2 separate regions of the Gossypium raimondii genome follow, and region 1 is linked to region 2. Evidence: chromatin contacts called from public Hi-C data. All regions are on one chromosome and are shown on one strand. Each heading gives the region's core, a stretch centred on a gene start, on an enhancer-like site or on the middle of the called end of the contact. The rest is flanking DNA. Distances are from core to core; before and after follow the strand shown. Region 1 overlaps LOC105773369 (E3 ubiquitin ligase PQT3-like). Region 2 has its middle 25 kb from the start of LOC105773753.

Evidence for each region. Hi-C and Micro-C count contacts between places; a contact is called where the count stands out from the background.
Region 1: a Hi-C map of leaf shows a contact between it and region 2, with 2.8 times the contacts expected there. The contact joins two enhancer-like sites. A contact is called at or near these places in 2 of 2 Hi-C or Micro-C datasets (both in leaf).

Annotation. Positions count from the first base shown.
Region 1 is chr6:16,480,661-16,485,048 of ASM2569854v1, reverse strand. It overlaps LOC105773369 (E3 ubiquitin ligase PQT3-like), which reads right to left. Exons shown (of 15, transcript XM_052632284.1): 15 at 919-4,388. Among protein-coding and RNA genes, the nearest start is that of LOC105773369, 7.6 kb to the right of the region's middle. Within about 2 kb of position 2,583, the one cell type or tissue checked has open chromatin away from gene starts, as enhancers often do. A contact at or near this core is called in leaf, where this site is marked.
Region 2 is chr6:16,246,137-16,250,672 of ASM2569854v1, reverse strand. No RefSeq gene overlaps it. Among protein-coding and RNA genes, the nearest start is that of LOC105773753, 25 kb to the left of the region's middle. Within about 2 kb of position 1,987, the one cell type or tissue checked has open chromatin away from gene starts, as enhancers often do. A contact at or near this core is called in leaf, where this site is marked.

The DNA.
Region 1 (4,388 bases), core at 1,334-3,833, 230 kb before region 2:
ATTTCATTATATAATTCAATTTATGCTTTATCATGCTATATTATGTTAATTTCATCAACAGTTTATAAATTCAACACATAATTTTGCACGTACCAACTCAATCTCATACAAATTGCATATATCAAGCAAGTCATGAAATTTTCTATTCTATTCAATTTAGTCCCTACTTCGATATTTGATCTAAATCACATCAGTTTAACTCAAGCAATCATCAATACTCACCTCTAACTCCATATAATGTATAATGATATAAATATGCAACAATTAAAAGGTTCCCGAATTATAGAATTATAAACCAGAAATTTCGAGCTATTCGTCGACGACTTTAGCTTTTCCTTTCCCTCTCGAAGAATCCGGGTCGACATTAGCTATGGATTAACATAAAGATACAACATCATTAATATTAGACCAAATTCACAATCAATTGTCATTTTATTCAAACTTTACAATTTTTCAATTTAATCCCTAAAATCGAGATTGACATAACTTCCAAACTAAAACTCTAATTTAAAATTTGATTTCATTATATTCCATTAGGGGCCTCACATTTCCTATTTTTACATTCAATTCTACATTCAATTTTACATTTTATTCAATTTAGTCTGCAATGTACGAAACTATCAATTAAGCTTTACATTTTAGTCATTTTTCACATATAAGCTTCAAATCTATCATTTTAACACCTAAACCCTTAAGAAATAAAAGTTGTTCTCTTTGGGCCATCACAGGTCTCAATAAGGTTTTGTCACCCATAGATGCATTTTGAGAAATTCGATCTCATGCCATAACACATATGAATGCACTCTTATTTGGTCAATGATTGTAGCCCTGAAGGCTAGCATGCAACTTAAGGAGATGAATAATAGAAATATATCAATGTTTGCAGAATCCACGCATTTTGCACAAAGACAAAATACATTAAAAGCAAAAAAAAAGCATCACTGCATCCATAAATGTGAAAAACAGGAGCGATGTGTCTCTTGAGTCTTGAGTATGAGGTCTAAACTCTTACAAGAGTGCAACAAGACAACCATACCTACTGCAAGGTCATAAAAGAGCTTATAACACAAGGATTCATTCAGTATGACTGACGGTATAAAGGCCCATGTTGTTAACTTTCTCGAGATAGAGTTCTACACTTTCTCTGAGAGTTGAAACATTAAATGCAGACATGGTGGGCAAAAGAGTCAACAAAGGACAACGTATCGGTCATCCTGAGGCGAAGCCCCCCAAGATTCGCTGGACAACTCTCCTTTTCTATGGTCGAACCTGACAAGTTGTTTCCTAGTTGGAAGGCACCCCAAATAGAACAAAGCGGAAACAAATAGAAAATATACATTGTTTCTAGGGATCAAACCTGGGTCTCCCGAATGACAGGCAAGAATACTTATCACTATACTACAACTTTATTGAAATCTTATCACGTCAGTATGACAATGCTTTTAAAAAGACATAATGATTTTTTTAATCTTCTAACTTAATAAAAATCAATTTAATTTTTCCTTTAAATTAAAGAGTCAACTTTAGAAATGCATATGCATATTCACATGATAATAAAGTTCTTCAAATCACAATAGAAGTAAATGTTAAAATATTCATATTAGTATTAGATCGTTACTTACTCTCTAATCAAGTTAACACACTCGGAACAGGAACAAAACAGTCAACGTACGGAACCAGCAGCAGCGCAGAAACCATCCGTTGTTGAAGCTTAGAAACGACCTCCCTGGCTCCTTCCCTTATCTCTGCTCTTAATGTTGAACCAGCGCGTGATAGAGAATTTTAGAATTTTTGCTCGATTTTATTAAGAACCATGTACATTTTAAGCTTTCTTTACTTGTTGAAGTCTAGTAGTCGTTCAAATAAAAAGAACAAAACATAGAGACAAATTTTAAACTAACGGTTTTCGGGTTGATAAACAGGGATTATAAATCCATCACTTATTTAAATTAGGTTGATGATAGAACAAGCATCGAGAAAACCAAACTGAAAAAAATAACCAAGGAAAGCCAGAAATCTTTCCAACGTTGTCATTTGCTGATCAATGACCCTGCACTTTAGAGTTATTATCTACAAAAGAGGTCAATGCGATACACAACAATCATTCATTATACGAGGAAAAAACAACTCTATATAATAAATATATTTATAAAATACTTATTCAACGATTGAATTAAAGATATTATGATTAAGAGACTTACGAATAAAATTTCATTATCCTTTGGTTATTCCAACCTTTCTATTTATAGCTATTTTATTTATATATTTCATATAAAAATAATGAAAGACATAGTATCATAATAAAATTCCTTATTTCTAAAAAAGGTATATTAATTACTTAAAAGATAATTTTAATAATTTTCCTAATTGAATCAGTCACAAATTAAATAATAGTTTCTTTGATAAATCGATGTTGAATTAATTCATGACACCAAATTCAAAAATTACTATAATACAAATATGCAATTTATGTGAAAGAATTTCTAATTATAGAAATAATTTTAAAATCTAAAAGTAGCCCACAGGCCCGCAACTTTCGGTAAGTTTACACTGACGACATGGAGAAGTCAAGGAAACAACAATAAAAAGTAAGGGATAGAGCGAATTTTTGAACCCACTGCTTGAAACGCAACCCTAGAATCAGTTTCCCAGAGTACAACATCCTATCAACATCACTATGAACCGTATCGCCCATGTAACGAAAGTGGCCCACAAAAATAAAATGGTAACAAATAACATGTTTTACATACTGGTATTATAATAATTTATCATAACATTAAGATAAAATATAAAATTAAAAACAAAAAAATAAGTATTAAATTAAATTTTAAATTAGAAAAAAGGGAAATTTTTTAATAAAAAAATAGAATTTGCTTAAAATTAATAAAAATTTTCCTTTCCTTTGCTACAAAGTAGTCGAGTGGTTAAAAGGAACAATTTAAATTAATTCATGTTAGCAATCAAAAGATGTTGACTAAGATAAAATTGATCAAATTTAAATTAATTTATATTAGCTCATTTACTAAAACAATTTGCGAGAATAATACTCCGGCGTTTTGCTGTTTTCTTTAATGGAATTATATCATCGTTATCCTCCAATTAGCCACTAACACGAGATTGCTGAAAAAACCTGCCCGTGCACAAATCAAGTAAAAAGATCTCTTATTATGGCTGAATTAGGGTTAGGTTAGTTAGTCAAAATATAAAATTATTTAGGAAAAAAACCTATTTAATTTTAAAATATAAAATATTGATACAACTTTCAAAATTTTTGACATTATTTTCAATGATAAAACGGGTTTTCAAATGGGTCAAAACCCAAACCACAAACATCTAGATTAGATACGAGGGTAAAAAAATCATTTCCCCCAAAGCCAACTTTTAAACAATGAAAGCTCATTATTCTTGTGTTCTTTTCTTTTCTCTATTAGGTTACCAAATCACGATTAATTACAAAAGCTGAAATCTTTTACTCATTTAACAAATAAGATTGTGACGAAAAACCGCCTCAAGAAATTATGCCGATAACTAGATAAAGCATTAGTAATATTTAATAAAAGTGTAAAACTAAGAAAAATTAGTTAGTTGGCCAGGTAGATTTGTTAAAAAGACTAATCTACCACCAAGCCCAATATTTGAAAATCTTTTAACAAAAATGTCGTCCTGAAAAATGACAAACCTTGACTGCATTCAAGTCTCAACCCGACCCAATTTTCAATTATTTAATATATTATTTTTATTTAGCATATGTAATTTAGAGCATGAAAATATTCAATCAATATTCAATATTATAATGTAAATCTTAAAATGTAAACTATATTGAAAATATAATTATCAAAGACTAAAATAAAAGTTTTTTAACTTTAAAAAAAATAAAATTACTATTTGCAGATACGAGTGAATTTAAATGGATTTGAAATTCACATTTTGGGTCGGGTTGTATTAGGAGAAATAAATAGACTTGAGTCAAGCCACGAACACCTCACCTTTTATATTCCTTCTTGGAAAAGGAAACATACCTTTACCAGCTTCATCATTTTCTGAATAGCAAACGAACCTAAAATTTAACTTACGCAATGGCTCCTCTGATCAAAACTTTACTATTTCTTGCCTCCACCGCAAAAGCTACAAATTGAAACATGGTTAGAAGAAAGATGCTTAGAAAAAATTAATAATAATAATCCATGAAGCTACTGTCCAAAAGCCGACCACTCAACTATATCTGTGTCAACAAAAACAACAGAGAATCAAAATTAGATACCGAACATCCCCTATGTTCAGTCGGTGCAATCTTGAACCGTTACTCTATCCAGATAAAAGAAAAGCAATATAATGGAACAAGTAGTAAACCAAGTCAATACATTTACCTCACTGGAAAGGAAACTAGT
Region 2 (4,536 bases), core at 738-3,237:
TCACACACAAATTTAAAATCTTGTAATCTCAAATGCAGCCAATCATGGCGAGCTTTAGAAAGTATTATGGGTTTTTTGCGGTCATATATTTCTTTTAGACTATTCCAAAGGACAAATGGATATTTAACAGTCAAATATTCAGTCTTTAGTCCCCCATGGAGGTGATGGCAAAGAAATATCATGGCTTGGACATTATCTTAACTAGATGCTTCATTTCCTTTATTAATAGTTTCACCAAAGCTGTTTGCATTTAAGTGTATTTTAGCATCTAACATCCAAGATAAATAGTTCTTTCCAATAATATCAAAAGCCACAAATTCAAGTTTTGCAAGGTTCAACATTGATGATACAACTACAATGCAAATTTAATATAAACATAAGTAGTCTCTTAACAAACTTTCAAGCATAACATAACAATACTCCGACGATTACAATAATTTAGTCACAAAATAAATTACAAGTAATTTGGCTATGTTAGAAGTTTTAACAAATTACTGGGTTAGTGGAAGTTTTGACGATGCAAACATACCTTGATCCAAACTAATGAAGATCGCAAGACTCTTAGATTAATTTAAGCGTGCATGTTTGATAACGTATTATAAAACAAGAATAATAGATAAAAGATATATATGAGAATAGGGGGATTTCTATTGCATTCTATTATTTTTCATCATCATCACAACTAGTATATTCCTATATATATAGGGAGAGATTAGACTCCTCATTTTTCTAATACATAAATAGGAAATGGGTTTTAAGGAGATGAAATGTGAAGAGTTAAGGAATATGAAAGGTGAAAAGTTGATTATAGTGAACATCCACTTAATAGCATTCATAACAAAAACAAGATTTTTTAACTTTAAATTTAATTAATGAATTGGCATTGATTCAAAACCATATAAATGCAAAAATATTTTTGTTTTCAATAGTTTTAAAATATTATCTCTTACCCTAGTTCAAATCCATATAAATCTAGGAAATTTTATTTATCATATTTCTATAATGGAAAACATGTGCAAAATGTAATTTTATATTTCCATTATTGAAAACAATTTTTCTATTATAAAATTTATTTTCAAATTTTTAAAAACATAAAATGAAAACCATTTTTAAAACATGAAAATAAAAGTTCTTTTTTCTTTTTATTTTAAAAATAATTTTTATTTTCTATTTTAAAATTAAAAACATATTTTGTAAATAAAATATTTGTTTTCAGTAATGAAAACTTGTTTGGTACTTATTTTCCTATAATAGAAATTGAGAAAGGAAATGAAATAATCCCACACTGATATGAATTTGAGCCAAGGTAACAAGTTTGATATTTAATACTATTGAATTTTTTTAATGTTTATATAGGTTTAAAACTAGACTCAATTCATTTAAACTTTTCAGTTTTACATAAAATAAAGATTAAAAGTATCAAATAGTTTCATTTTCATTTCCCAAAATTTATTTTTAAAATTTTCAAACAAATAAAATTTTCAATGTTTCCTATTTTTCAAGAAAAAAACAAAACAACTGTTATTTACTAAAATCAAACGGAACTAAAAGTTTCACTAAAATTTTCAAAGGTGAAGCCAGCAAGTTTAAACAGAATTCACTCCAATATATTTACTAAAATATCTCTCTTTTAATGTTACTATTTTACATATTTTTAACTTTTAATCTCTTAATTTTAAAAGAATTTCTACATATATTTTACTTTTATAAACACATTTTTTATATATTTGATTAGAAAATCTTAAATTTAAAAAATATTATAACAATATAAATAAAACATTAAGAAACATTTTAACCATGTAAGGGTTGGATGAACAAGGACAAGTTAGAGTTGAAAGCTAATGTATTCAACGGATTCAAGTATATTTAAATGAAATGAAATTCGAGCTGATGAATCCAAGCGAATTGGATCATGATGAGGTCTACATGAGTTAGTTCAGAAGCAGAAGACTTGAGAGGCCTGGAAGAAACTGTTTGTATAAGGGGTTAAGCCCATTGGCCTAGGCCCACATTAAGGGCTAGGCCCAATTTTCTAAATTCTTTAAATCTCCACCTCTAAATACTATACTAACAAAAATGCTTTGCTTTAATACAAGGTTTTGGACATTGAATTTTATGTTATGTTTGAATTTATTTTAATTAATTAATTAGAGTTGAGTTAATTATTTAATCTAAGTTTTTATAATAATTAATTTATTGACATTATTATAACTTAAAAATAATTTTTTATTTTTAAACTTTAATTCTTAACGCTCCTTGAAAATGAAATTTTAATTTAATATGAATTCTAATTTGAAACAAATATATAGATGAAATTTTAATTTTTGTCTGAGCAAATTAATTAACTGTAATTTTGAGAACAAAAATTAATGACAACCTAAACCATCAATATAGTTGGTTATGCATCAGTTTTTGCTATATCATTTGGTGTACATTGTTTTAATTGAAAATCGAAACAATCAATTCTCTTTTCCACAGCAGTAAAAATTTTAATTTGTATCGACTTTATCAATTTATTCTATCTAATTATGATCACATCGATCGAAACATTGTGTACCAAATGATATATGAATAATATCAAAAATAATATAAAAATATATTTATCATTTATACTACTAATAATAAAAGCTTTAATTTTAACCATTAAAGTTTACTGACTTTAACTTTTAAACAACATAAAAAATAAGTAAACAACTTGTAGGCCATTTTACCAAAAAAAAACCCTTTTTTTCAAAATTTACCGAAATGGGCCACATTTTTAATTATTTACAGGAATGGGCCATTTCCGCGAAATCGCTGCCACGTCAGCGCGATGTCAGGGTACGCGCCAGGAAATCGCATCCACGTCAGCGCGATTTGCTGACGTGGACACAAATAGCGCCCTCTAGGACGCGATTTGCTGACGTGGCATGAACAATTTATGTTTTTTAGCTTGGAAAACTTTGAAAGGCCATAACTTTTCGCTCGGTTGTCCGATTGAGACAATTTTTTTTATTTCGAAAACTTTTTGAGATATACGCGCTGACAAACTGCTTAGAGATGAATAGGGACTAATTTGTAAAGTATAATTTGTTAGTTACGAGTATAGGGACTAAAGTGTAATTTTTCAAAATTAGCATGAAATTTTGTATTTAAGAATATTTGAATGTTATGGAAGGATGAAATTGAATTTTAATTGAAAAACGAAGCTTAGATTTGAAAATATGACTATTTAGGTTTTAGGGACTAAATTGAATAAAATGGAAAATTTTAGGAACTTCTCAAAAGTGGAATGAGTGACTTATACCTATAACAGGATGATATAAGACAATTCAGTAAAAAAGATCCGTGTTTACTTCAAATAAGTAAGGAAAATAATGATTTGAATGTTTCAAAATTCAATTTTAAACCGAAAAAATCAAAATTTAAGGGCAAAAAAGGATCTTTTTTGACAAAAACTGTGGCAAACTGCCTTCGGCAATTTGCCAGTGCGTAGATCTCGAAAAGTTATTCGAAATAAAAAAATCGTCTCAATCGGACAACCGAGCGAAAAGATATGGCCTTTCAAAGTTTTCCAAGCTTAAAAACATAAATTGTTCATCCACGTCAGCAAATCGCGTCCTCGTAGGCGCGATTTGTGTCCACGTAAGCAAATCGCGCTGACGTGGACGCGATGTCCTGGTGCGTACCCTGACATCGCGCTGACGTGGACGCGATTTCGTGGAAAATGTCCCATTCCGGTAAATAATCAAAAAATCGGCCCATTTCGGTAAATTTTAAAAAAAAGGGCTTTTTTGGTCATTTGCCCCAACTTGTATATAGGGAAAAAGAAAAGAAATGAAATGAAAATTTTCTAAAAGCTTCACTTCAACTTTATATTTAGTATAGGATGATTTTATTGTGAAAAATTTTATTGTTTAATGTTTTTTTTTTGAATTGTTAAATAATTGATTTTTATTTGTGAAATTTAGTAATGAATATTTTATTTTCATTCATTTGAAATCTATAAATATATATTTTAAAATGTTAATAAATCAAAAACGATACATCACAACATACCTATATCCATTTATATCAATTCCAATTCTAATAGAAAAATAAATGTGCCATATATTGGCTATCTTGATAACATCTTATTTTACATATTTGGAACAGGATTGTCAATCGTTCAGATAGATCAAGAGTAGTCTTATAATTCAATTGATATTATTGTTGTTACAACAATGTAAAGGATGTAGGTTTCAATACACGTGTAATATACTCCAATTTAAAATTTTAGAAATTGTGGAGGTTATATGTAATTTAGGAGTCATAAGAAAAAAGTTAAGCATTGTCAACCGTCGGATCTTTTCCAAGTCTTTTCTTTATCATTGATTGGAATTATTGGGACCCACATGTTTCCTAATCAGTAGGCAACTGTTAATTTATAATAATTTAGCTTAATTATCAAAATTGTTTAGACACGTTAATAAAAAACATTTTAAAATTTAAAAATAAAAAAAAGTAGAAAAAAGGTTTCTTTACGCATATAATACATAATTAATATTTAAATACCTA